Regions from separate parts of the Zea mays genome. Here region 1 is linked to region 2. A link is a contact called in public Hi-C data. All regions are on one chromosome and are shown on one strand. Each heading gives the region's core, a stretch centred on a gene start, on an enhancer-like site or on the middle of the called end of the contact. The rest is flanking DNA. Distances are from core to core; before and after follow the strand shown. Region 1 holds the start of LOC107548100 (Nucleic acid-binding OB-fold-like protein). Region 2 holds the start of LOC100273706.

The links. A called contact is a pair of places that touch in the nucleus more often than the background predicts.
Region 1: a contact with region 2 is called in a Hi-C map of ear, with 1.9 times the contacts expected there. The contact joins the promoter of LOC107548100 here to the promoter of LOC100273706 in region 2. A contact is called at or near these places in 3 of 25 Hi-C or Micro-C datasets (ear, leaf and tassel).

What each region holds. Positions count from the first base shown.
Region 1 is chr5:130,653,685-130,659,298 of Zm-B73-REFERENCE-NAM-5.0, forward strand. LOC107548100 (Nucleic acid-binding OB-fold-like protein) reads right to left here and starts at 3,286. Exons shown (of 1, transcript NM_001323008.1): 1 at 2,522-3,286. The coding sequence starts at 3,182. The coding sequence ends at 2,754.
Region 2 is chr5:130,299,598-130,305,653 of Zm-B73-REFERENCE-NAM-5.0, forward strand. LOC100273706 reads left to right here and starts at 1,876. Exons shown (of 5, transcript NM_001148118.2): 1 at 1,876-2,030; 2 at 2,460-2,496; 3 at 2,785-3,163; 4 at 3,313-3,432; 5 at 4,231-4,694. The coding sequence starts at 1,988. The coding sequence ends at 4,437.

The DNA.
Region 1 (5,614 bases), core at 2,036-4,535, 360 kb after region 2:
AGAAGAGTAACACCTGCACTTGGATGATAATAAGAAAGAAATTTTATACCCCAAATTTAGGGTGTTACACCCAGGCTACGGAAGCTAAGGGTCAACGTAGCCGGAATGATGGCGCTTGGGACCATTGTCGCCCCCGCGATAGATACGCAGCAGCCAGACAGCCCTAGGCCCCACGAGTACGCGTGGACTCACCCGAGGTAAAACGCTAGTTTTACCCTTACCTTACAATTCGTTCCTAGGGAAGCCACCGTTGGCTGACCCTTGTCCTGTCCTATAAAAGGGAGAGGCTGGCCTCAAGGCAAGGGGAATCGACAGACGAATCGATAGACAGATCGAAAGACGAACTGATCGAGGAAAAGAAGGATGACCGGATGTTGGAAGGTTCTGCGTGAACCAATATACATTTTGCGTCCTCCGCGCACACCCTCCAGAGCTCGGAACACGCACACTAAATTTACTTGTTGGAGCGAGGTACGAAACACCGATATTTAGAGCTTAAGATTTGCATGCAAATAAGATAAAAATATTTATTTGGCACGCTTACCGTATAGCTTTTGCTCTAGAGAGTTTGTAGGCTATCTCCAGTATCTTATTTATTCTCATACCCATATTTAAACTCTACTATGCAAACAGTACAGTCTACAAATCTACAGTGTAAAATAGTGTAAACGATAATGCGGTGCCAGATTCACTAGTTTAGCTGGAATTCCTTAGCAGCCCTCATTCTCAACTAGATGGCATGTTGCCATGTTCTAGGCGACACAACTCGCCGGGCAGGAAGCATCTACAGGCCAGCCGCCCCGTAGCATTATATCTATATATATGCTTGAATTATTGCTCGACGTGAGAATATTAAAAGGCACAGCAGTGCAGAGAGGACCCATGCGCGGGTGGCACTATCTCCAATTTGCACAAAGAAAATACCTCTATTCAAGCGAAATCACAAAAAGGAGATCGAGAATGGCAACAGCCTTTTGTACGTCAAATGTTGTTCACTTACATATCAAATCCAAACCAAATCATCTAGCCTAAATCCATACCCAAAGATACAAAACCATGATGCACAAATGCACAATGCACAACAAAAACATATATATATATATTTGCCATAATATGCCACTAAACGAGTGATTAAATAATGTGAACGACGCATACAACATAATAACTGTATTTTCTTCAAATAAACTGAAACATGTTAAACGTAAAAAGATTCGTATACATGTATCCCACTCACCCACTCAAACAAACAAGAGTGACCAGATCCAGTAGTCTAATAAGATAATATCCAGAGCTCTGATTTCTTTTTTCAATCAAGAGAGCGTTGATTTCTTTTGCCAATCAAGAGGTGAGAGCACAGATTCTAACAGCATAAGATGACACAAATCACAGCATATTAGCAAGAAAAACATCATCATTAATCTCAACAAACTATAGAAACTGAACTGCCTCTCATTTTCATGGGAAGAAAATGGGCTAACCAAACCATACTTGTAAGTGTGAACCGAAAAAATAATACATGCCTGAATATTGCAAATATAATCCAGCAATTCCATTTTCCAATTCCACAAGTCTTTGCAACAGAAATCCAATTACTCAATCGCAATCCCATTTCGTGAACGACTACCTAATTCCGGAGACATATTCTGACTTTATGCTGCAGGATTTATTGATTTCACAATATCATTTTTTATTATGGAAACAAAAATGTTCCGGCCTTTTGCTATTTCTTGTATACAACCTTACAGATCGAAAAATAACAAACGACCACCTTAAACATTCTTTAAAAAAGAAACACATCAACGACTCAATCTCTATCTAATCTGACATTGGACTTCCATCCGTGTAATATCGAGGGAATAAATAGTAACTTCATGTCACTCAACATATTGATATAGCATACAAGAGCCTACAACATGAACGATCAGAGTTTTCTATCAAATGGCACGCACAATGGGTGATACTTTCTAGCTATAGCAGGAGTTTACTGGAAATAATGCAAAAGGATGGTCACAAGACATTACAAGCCAGATACAACCCAGTAATCATCTAATAACACAATGGTGTTCAACTCTAATCATCTACTCAATTGTGCTAACGAAGGTTAATAAACCCTTAGAAAAGATAATTTGGGTCCACAATTGCCTCATGAACATCTAAAGTCATATGTGGGTCTGTAAAGCTGACATGGTAGGAATATATATATATCTTAGAGCACAGACGGCAACAAAACAGAGGAACGCAGTGTATTGAGAAACAGTTTAGTAGTGTGGGGGCAACGACATTGCGAGTAGAAAGTAAAGATGCAGACATCAAATTGCACTGAATTATTTTTACTGTGCATACTGATCAGAGGCGAGAGGTCACAACAAGTGCCACCCGGTCACAAACATGTACCCAGACAGAATCCAACCAAGGAACCCAGTAGTTGAATACAAAGAATAACACCAGGGATGAACTGAACATAAGAGGCATTAGAAAAAAAAAATTGGATCATGCCCAACCAAATATATCATATTAACAGAAAGGGAGAGGAACGGTTCGTTCAGTCCCATACTTGCTATATCACCATATGGGGTTATTGGGCACAACAAGTGCCCCCAAATCATTATACACAGTACTCTCCGCCCAAATCATTATACCATCACCACGACTACCATTCTTCAGTCATGGTAGCCACCACAAAACAGAAGGATACAATTGTTTTGCATACGTTTAGTTTACCATGGAAAGGGACCGTGTGGAAGAGGCGATCATCAGATCTTGTCGATGTCCTCGTCCTCGAACTGTATATAGTCATCCTGCGCGCCGGCTTCCTCCTCATCAACGACGCCCTCGTTGAGCCTGACGTTGTCGGGGATCTCGCCGTAGGCCTTGAGCAGGCGGGCCTCGTCGTTCATGTACTTGAGGATGACGTCCGCCTTGTCGTCCTGGTAGTCGCGCAGGCCGACGAGCACGATGTCCCCGGCGGCGATCCACACCTTCTTGTGCATCTTGCCCCGGATGTGGCAGAGGCGCTTGGTGCCGTCGATGCAGAGCGCCTCGCAGCGGCCGTTGCCCAGCATCCGCGTCACCTGCGCGTACTCCTGCCCGTCCTCCTTGAACACCAGCTCCCGCTTCTCGTCGTCCGCCTCGTTCTTGCCCCGCTTCCGGTTCTTGCCTCCCTTTCCCTTGTTCTTCGGCATCGCGTTGCGGGCGAGGAAACCTTTAGCGCCGCTTGATGGGAGCGGCGGTGGGGCTTTGGGCGCTCGGCAGCTAAGTTCCGTTGGGACTTGGGTCGTTGCCTTTTGGTTTGATTTATAGAAAGAAGAAGCAAAAGGCCCCGACGAGCACGGCAGGAGATGTGAGCCGTTCGATCTAACGGGATGTGAGGATTTTGACGGTGCCGATGGGTCGTGTCTTCGTGGGGCCGCCGACGCAGGACCTTTCTTGGGCCCACCTCCGGACGGGACCCGACGACCGAGTAGGAATAGGTTCTCTATTTTCTTTCGGTTGCTTGGAGAACCGGATACGCGGCGGCCGCGCCTGGGCCCATCACAGCTGGGCAGCTGACGTGAATTGACGGATATTATTTATTTAATATTTGTTTTTATATTTTATTTTGGATTAGGATTAGATACAGATATTATCAAGTTGTGTCAGTTAAGATGTAAATAATTATTGACATTTTAAAAATCCAACTTTAAAAATACGGATACAGATAAAGATCAGATACGGATCAGATATAGAATATCCAAACTTAGATACGAATCACATCTTAGCCCTCTTAAACAGATCAAATTTAAATACGAACGAATAATATCATACCATTTACACCCTTAGGTATATCCCTCACGACTCATTTTAATTTCTATACCTTACTCACTATATATTAGAGTTGAGAAATTCATACCGATGTTACAGTTTCGATAATGGTATCGCTTGTTGGGCTTGTGCGCCAAATAACACAACTACAGATCTAAATGAAGTGCTTGTTATTGCAATACTAAGAAATACTATATGCCACACAATGAATCCATGTTTTGATCATTTACTGCCGTAGGGTAAATGATAAAAGAGCACAACAACATGTTGGTCTCCTGTCAAGATTCCTGTAAGAAACTAAAATAGGGCAACACAATCAAATTGATGAAACCTTCCTCTTTTTTCACTCATGCAGAGAGAAAAAAGAGGCCAAGGGTACAAGGTGAAACAAATGTAGAAAACATGTGAGATCAAATATAAGAATAAAGGTGTCATAGAACCTAGTCATTGATCTTTCTTTGATCTTTATATTGTTTATCTCTGCAATTGCCGATAAATATGAGTGAGTACCTTCGAGATACTTGTTGGTATTCAAAGATGTGTTTGTCTCAGTAGGTTTGGAGGTGGAGCATTTCAGTGAGGTGTGAGCACGTGAATCGTCCCGAAAAGGCTCCACTCTACATGACACTGTATTTATATTTATAGGAACATGGTAACACATAACTTCATGTGAAATGACATTTGTGCCCTTAAACTTCATAGACATCATCTTTAGAATCCAATGGAGGCATTGATGTACTTTCCTTCGCAAAACGTGTCGTGCAATCTGCATGGCACTATACACCTATTTATAGTGACGACTCAGTACATCTTTGTATAAAATTACAAACATACACTCAGTTCCTATACATATAAACTATGAATCTTGTGGGGATAACATCGTATTTCTACCTTGCAGACGTGTTGGACATGCCTCTATATCCTTCTTCTTTGCCTTCGTATGTCTCCTGTTGCGTGCCGCTGTTACAAAGTCGAAGCTATCCAGCTTCATTCTTGTACAAGCATTGCTCCGGACGATGATTCTGAACGAAGGCTAACATCGTGGCTACTTCGAAACACTTGAAATGTGCTTTAAAACGATCGATGAAACAATGCTTTGAGGACCTTCGTCAATAAAGAGTCCCAACAATTATCTTTTTTTTGCATAAAACCTATTTAGGCATATAACCTAGCTTTTCATAAATAAATGTTTAATAATGTGTTTTATAATTTTTTAGACATTCCACTCATGGTTCTCTAAAAAGGCTAAATCGGTGCACCTAATGTTCTATTTATTTATTATTTAGATATTTTCAAACTTATATCTTGTAATATAAAAATAAGAAACCAAACCTCTTGGAAAAAGAGCGTCTTTTCATTATAACTTTTGTTTTTGAATGCTTTTGACAAATAAATGTTATTTTTATTATGTTTTCCTTTTTAGCTTGTTTTTTATGATTGGTGTATGCATATTTTTTTGTATGTGTGCTATTAGAAGTTGATTATGTGGTAGAAGATTAGGATTAGTTCGAGGAGGGCCCTTAGAACTTTTGCGAGGAAGGCAAGTGGATTTCTCTCCTTGCATATTCTTTTTGGAACATAATCACTTATCCTGAAATTTAAAATTTATGCTTATGTTATGCATAATTTTGATGGGATTACCTATTAGAAGCACCTAGACTTTATCAATCAATACCTTGTTAACCTGGTTTATGTTCTTAATCAATTAGCTATGATATTGCTATAACTTAGTGATATGATGGTTCTCATTAAAGATGACATTGTTTCTAAGTTTATGGTATGTTGTTGAGTATAACAAGATCATACATGGTAA
Region 2 (6,056 bases), core at 626-3,125:
ATTATTGTTTATTTCTAAACACTGGGGTAAGTGTCATCTGGTGGTTAGCCCCAAATTTATGGAGTAGGGGGGCATGGGGTTGGAGTGCTCGCTTTGTACTATTTTTTGCGCGATGTGGTAGCGGGATCGGGTGATAGGCAAGGGCAGTAGCTAGCTGCATGTGCGCTGGGGTCCACAAGACAGTAGGTGAGAGGCGTGGGCGTTGGGTGTGGGGCTCACAGAGCACGGCACCGAGGTGGGACGGGAAAACCATTTGAAACGTGTTATTTGGAATGTGCTATTTATCTATCAACAAATTTGTTCCAAAAAATCCATCAATACGTGCTACGGCCTACGACTACGATTATGGATAATTAATATAAATATAAGTTTTGGGGTAAGAAAAAGATAAGAGGAGAGCGATCTATAGGCCCCATATATACTTTTTGCATTCGATGATTTAAAAACTGATAATTTTTTTTGAAGAAATATGTTGATACATAAATAGCATTATCCTTATTATTTTCAATATTCTTCAAGTTCAAGGTGATACTAGTCATGCTCCCTCCACCCAGCACTGTAACTTTCCATAAAATATACTTAATTATTATTGCCCTAATCCGCCCCTTCCCACTCCACCATCTAATTGATGCCTACCATTTTTATGGGACACCACATTACCCTTGTCTTTGTTACTGTGACTGTCGTAAGACTTTTATTTGTAGATGGAGAGATGGAATAGCCGATTATATGCTATAAATAAATTAGAGGCGTGGTGACCGAAGATTTATTATTATTATTATTATCCAATGTAGATATGATCTGAATAAAATAGTTTTGAACCGTGGACGCGTCTGTTGGGTCTCTGCAGACAGCTATATACCGAAGGACCCAAAAAAAAAAGAAAACGAAACAAAAAGATAGCAGAAACGATAGGCCAAAAAGTCAACTATGGAAGCTGGTCCACGCATACGTAAACCATGGGTACGTTGCAGCTACTACGTACGTATACTATTGCTTAAGAGTTAAGAGGTTGGAGAGTAATGATGATGTGTAACTGCTGTACGTAGCAATCCCTTCGCCTTTTTGGCCCCATCCAATCAACGTCGTGGGACTAGCCATCTCAATGCAGGCTGTAGACACACTATCCGAATCTGGTTCTTTTCTGATTATTTTTTAGTTTTTTTTACCGAGTATGATGGATAAAAAGTACTCAGTAAAAAAATCGTTGCTGGTACAACATTTTTTTTGCGAGTGTTATATTTAGCAAAGTCTTCGTTGAATGTTTTTCAGGTTTTACGGATTGCTTCAGACACTCGACAAAACAACAGTTTTCGGTAATGATAGAGTTTAAAATATAAAAAATAGAAATGAGTGATCTGATGAAGAAGATAGCCCGACATCCTATCCTACTCGAGTGCAGCAAAGATCGATTATACGTAGCCGTATCATCCACCAGATTTACACGACACACATACGCGGCGAAGCTTCGCCGAGACAACATGATCAGAGAAGTAATTAAACAGATATATAATAGAGTAGAAGGAATAAATAAACAAAAAAAGGGGGGTGGGAACCGAGAGAAGAGGAAAAGCGAGATCAAAAGGTAGCTAGCGAGCGGTCCACATTTCGTCCCTGGGCTGGGTCCAGCACGTTAGCGATATATAGAGAGGTCAGTTACAGAGGAGGAGACGCCACAGCTACAGAGTCAGAAAGAAATGCCTGTGGCTGTGGACTTGTGGTGGACGCGGACGGACCTGGTGGTGTCATGTGTTGTGTGCAGCGACTCGACAGAGAGAGGCGGCGCTGTAGAAAGAAAGGGTCTTGTGTGCTGCGTCCTCCCTCTATTTAAGGGGGCCCTTGGGCGCCCTGTTTTCTTCCTCCCGCCCGATACATTTCTCGTACATCGCTCTCGCTCTCGCTCTCTCTCCTGCTGTCCACGACCGACCAAAGGCGCCGGGCACAGACTCTTCGTCGGATCCAAGAGAAGCTCGCGCCCTCCCCGACCATGGTCTCGGCGGATACCATCCGTACGGCTATCGGCGTCATCGGTGAGTCCCCTGGTCGTCCATTTCATTATTGTTGTCAACTTTGACGAACAGCATACGCCGTACGCATGCATGACGAGCATATCCTCCGGCCGATCACGCGCGGTGGCGCCTGCTGTTTTACATGTCTTTTTTTTTTGTTCCACGTTCTCCTCCTCAGTTTGCTGTTTTACTATCACCGTTGATTTTTTAAATTTTTTTAACTATTCCTCTTGTTTAAAAAATAATGAGTTATCATATTTTTTATTTATTTTATTATTTAAGGTAATTTGTTCTTAACTTAAAATTTTACATTTTTGAATTAATATTTTAAATAAGACGAGTTATCAATGTTTCGAAAAAAATCAACGGTGTCATATTTTTTTTTTTGTAAAATGGAGTAAGCTAGCTTATATGTACATCATTAACTTAATTGCGTTGGTGTTGCTGCAGGCAATGGCACCGCCCTTGTGCTCTTCCTCTCCCCGGTGTAAGAATTTATCGATTCTGCTTCTGCTTGTTATTTTTTATCTACAAATCAAAATAATAAAAAAATAATAAAAACTAGTACTACGCAATCCAGCTTTCTCCTTATAAAGAAATCAATGGATAAATTTAAAAAAAGCAGAGCATCAAACCAAGAAGAAAAACTGATGTCACGAACTTGACAGTTGACTTTTCGCGCAAACAAACAAACAAACACTACGTACTGTGCTCTGCTTATGGATACATACATGCATACTAGTAGCTCATATATGCGTACAAATGCGCCCCGCAGGCCCACCTTCGTGGGCATCTGGAAGAAGCGTGCGGTGGAGCAGTACTCGCCGATCCCGTACGTGGCGACGCTGCTGAACTGCATGATGTGGGTGCTGTACGGGCTGCCGCTGGTGCACCCGCACAGCATGCTGGTGGTGACCATCAACGGCACCGGCATGCTCATCCAGCTGACCTACGTGGCGCTCTTCATCCTCTGCTCCGCGGGGGCGGTGCGCCGCAGGGTCGTGCTCCTGTTCGCCGCCGAGGTCGCCTTCGTCGTCGCCTTGGCCGCGCTGGTGCTCACCCTGGCGCACACGCACGAGCGCAGGTCCATGCTCGTCGGCATCGTCTCCGTCTTCTTCGGCACCGGCATGTACGCTGCGCCGCTCTCGGTCATGGTACGTACGTTGTTTTCACATACATGTCGTTGATTCTTTCTCTCTATGATATGACACGAAGGTAATGTTTGTTTGTTTTCTTACTTACTTACTTACTTGGTGTCTCTGATCTGCTGTGTGTGTCTCTTTTTTTGTATATGGTTGATCAGAAATTGGTGATCCAGACAAAGAGCGTGGAATACATGCCCCTGTTCCTGTCCCTGGCCTCCCTCGCCAACAGCATCTGCTGGACCGCCTACGCGCTCATCCGCTTCGACCTCTACATCACCGTAAGCGACTATTACTAGTATAACGTGTGTGTTGGATAAATTTTACATTCATTTTTGTTTAAACACCTAGTATGCATTCGAACTACCCCGAGCCGCTGTAGCTACTACTACATCATCAGTGGGAATCTGGCAGTAACAAGTCAGGGCATGCATGCTTCAGTTAGCAGGTGGCAACCGTAGTAAACGAGAGAGACCAGTCTTTTAGTAATACATGTAGTGTGCTTGGGCGTTGGGGTCGTCGTCGGTTGATACTTGATAGCAACGTCGCCATCGGAGAACAACGTAACTGAACAGTGCCAATCATTCCCATTCGCCCTAGCGAGAGCTAGCCCCTGCAGCCACCTCTAGTCCAAGTCCAACTACACCTACGACACAAGCCGTGTTGGATGCATGCACTTGATGACATGACGACTCCACCGTCCACCATTCTCTATCCGGCCGGTCTGGACGTACAGGGTGCCGGCTCCGTTCTGGCGCCGTCGCGTTGGCGTCCGCCCGCAGCTACCTGGTGTGGTGGTCGATACTCCCAATGCCGGCAGCAGCAGCGCCATCAGCTTGGATTCATCAAATGCATTTGCATACGTACACCAGTACAAATATATCCCTTGGGTCATCAGCTATCAGCAGGCTAGCTACCAGCAGTACACTTGTACTCGGCGGCCAATTACAGCTGGTTCTTGGATCCTAGCTAGCTATACAGCCTCAGCTCTGCTGTTTTCTTTCTTTCTTTCTTTCTTTCTTTCTTTCTAAACGTACGTACGTATAATGATCGTCAACGATATGATCTCGCATATGCAGATCCCCAACGGGCTGGGCGTGCTGTTCGCGCTGGGTCAGCTGGGCCTGTACGCCATGTTCTACAAGAACACCAAGCAGATCATGGAGGCACGCAGGCGCAAGGCCGACCAGCAGTCAACCATGATGGAGGTGGTCACCGACGCCTCCGCCACGCCGCCCCCGCCACCCAACAACAACAACGGCGGCGGCGGCGGCAACGGCTACTGATCGCATGCAACAGGAAGGACGACGACGATCGACCAGCAAGCAAAAGCCACATACATAGCGTCGTCGTAGCGCCCCGCCGCCCACCGAATGCTTGTTGTTCCGATTCCGATCTCCCCAAGGGGACGATGCTCCGTTGCATTCTCTGCATATCCTACTAATATAACGAAACGAAACAAAACAAAAGACAGCACAAAAGGGCTTGCTGGGTTTCACATTTACCATATATAATCGTCTGCTGCTGTCTTGTTGCTGGTATCACTGCTATTGGAAACCCTTCTTGCTTGTTCTCTCTTCATTCCGCCCGCCGCGTAGGCGTAGCTAGCTGATCGATCGATTTTCACGTCATTTATTGCTCGGCCTTCTTTTAATTTTCCAGTTTCTGTATATACTCCCTTTCATTTTCAGGATGCTCAGTTGTAGGTGAGGTAGTAGTAAGCGTTTGGATTTTTTTCTAGTAGATGAATAGAAGGAAACAATACCCCTCATCTCTATGCTCCTCGTCACCAACAGCAAAAATGCTATTTCCAGTTAGCAACATCTAAACTTGTATCTACAACACTTGAATTAGTTCCTAGACTGTCTCATCTGAAGTAACTTCACAAATTTCGATTATTTTGTTACTCTCCAAAATTAGAACATGATAGCCACGTGAATGTACAGGGAAAAGAATTCCAAAAACAATACCATCAGTTGATCTAGATTCAAATTTATCTTTCTAGATTTTAGCACAGATCAGTATTTGCATCCAAACGCACATGGATGAAAAATGGACTATGTCTTATTTCATTATAATAGTGGCTTTAGTATTTGATAAACTTTGGGCTTACTTTGGTCCTCCAATATCTCCCCCGTTGAAATCAAATGACAAAAAGAAAAAAAAAAGATTTTAAGCACATAGAAAAGGTCAAAAACTTGTGGTCCTTCAAAAGAATTTCTCCTTTAGAGAAAGTCCTCCCATTTGGTGAAGTAATCTCCACTAATAAAAAAGATATACTTCTCTGTCGAAAAACTCTCCTCCTTTTTAAACAATTCTCTACCTTTGGAAAGAATTTTTTTTCCTTTTTTTAGAAAAAATAAATTTTAAAACATGAGAAGATCACAAAAGATTTTTTACTTTATTATATAGACTAAACTCCTCATGTACGCACACATATTTATATGATAAAAGTTAATCTATGAATACTAATAAGAATGGAAACCATATGCATATTCATAAGGGGGCAAATAATATCTAATAATTAATTATAGTCTATATAACATGGAGAAGGCATGTTAGTGTAGCAAAAAAACTTATACAAATTCTAATACCAATCGCAATATGATATCAATTAGCAGTGGAAGTGCATTGCCTTTCTTTGGGATTCCCATTTGCCTTCTGTCATCAGGGGAAATTTGTTGGGGATTGTTCGGCAGCTGACATGCAAGGAGGCGACATGTGCACTGCTACTAGGATTGTCCCTCCTCATTGAGACTCCAGATGTGGGGATCCTAGGGGTGCCACCTGGCTTGACCTGCACCCATGGAGGGTGTGCTGATGTCAATATATCTCTCTACAAATACACAAAAATAAATTAAACGTTAAATTTTGACCAGATCATGTGGATAACCATGTGTTGTTT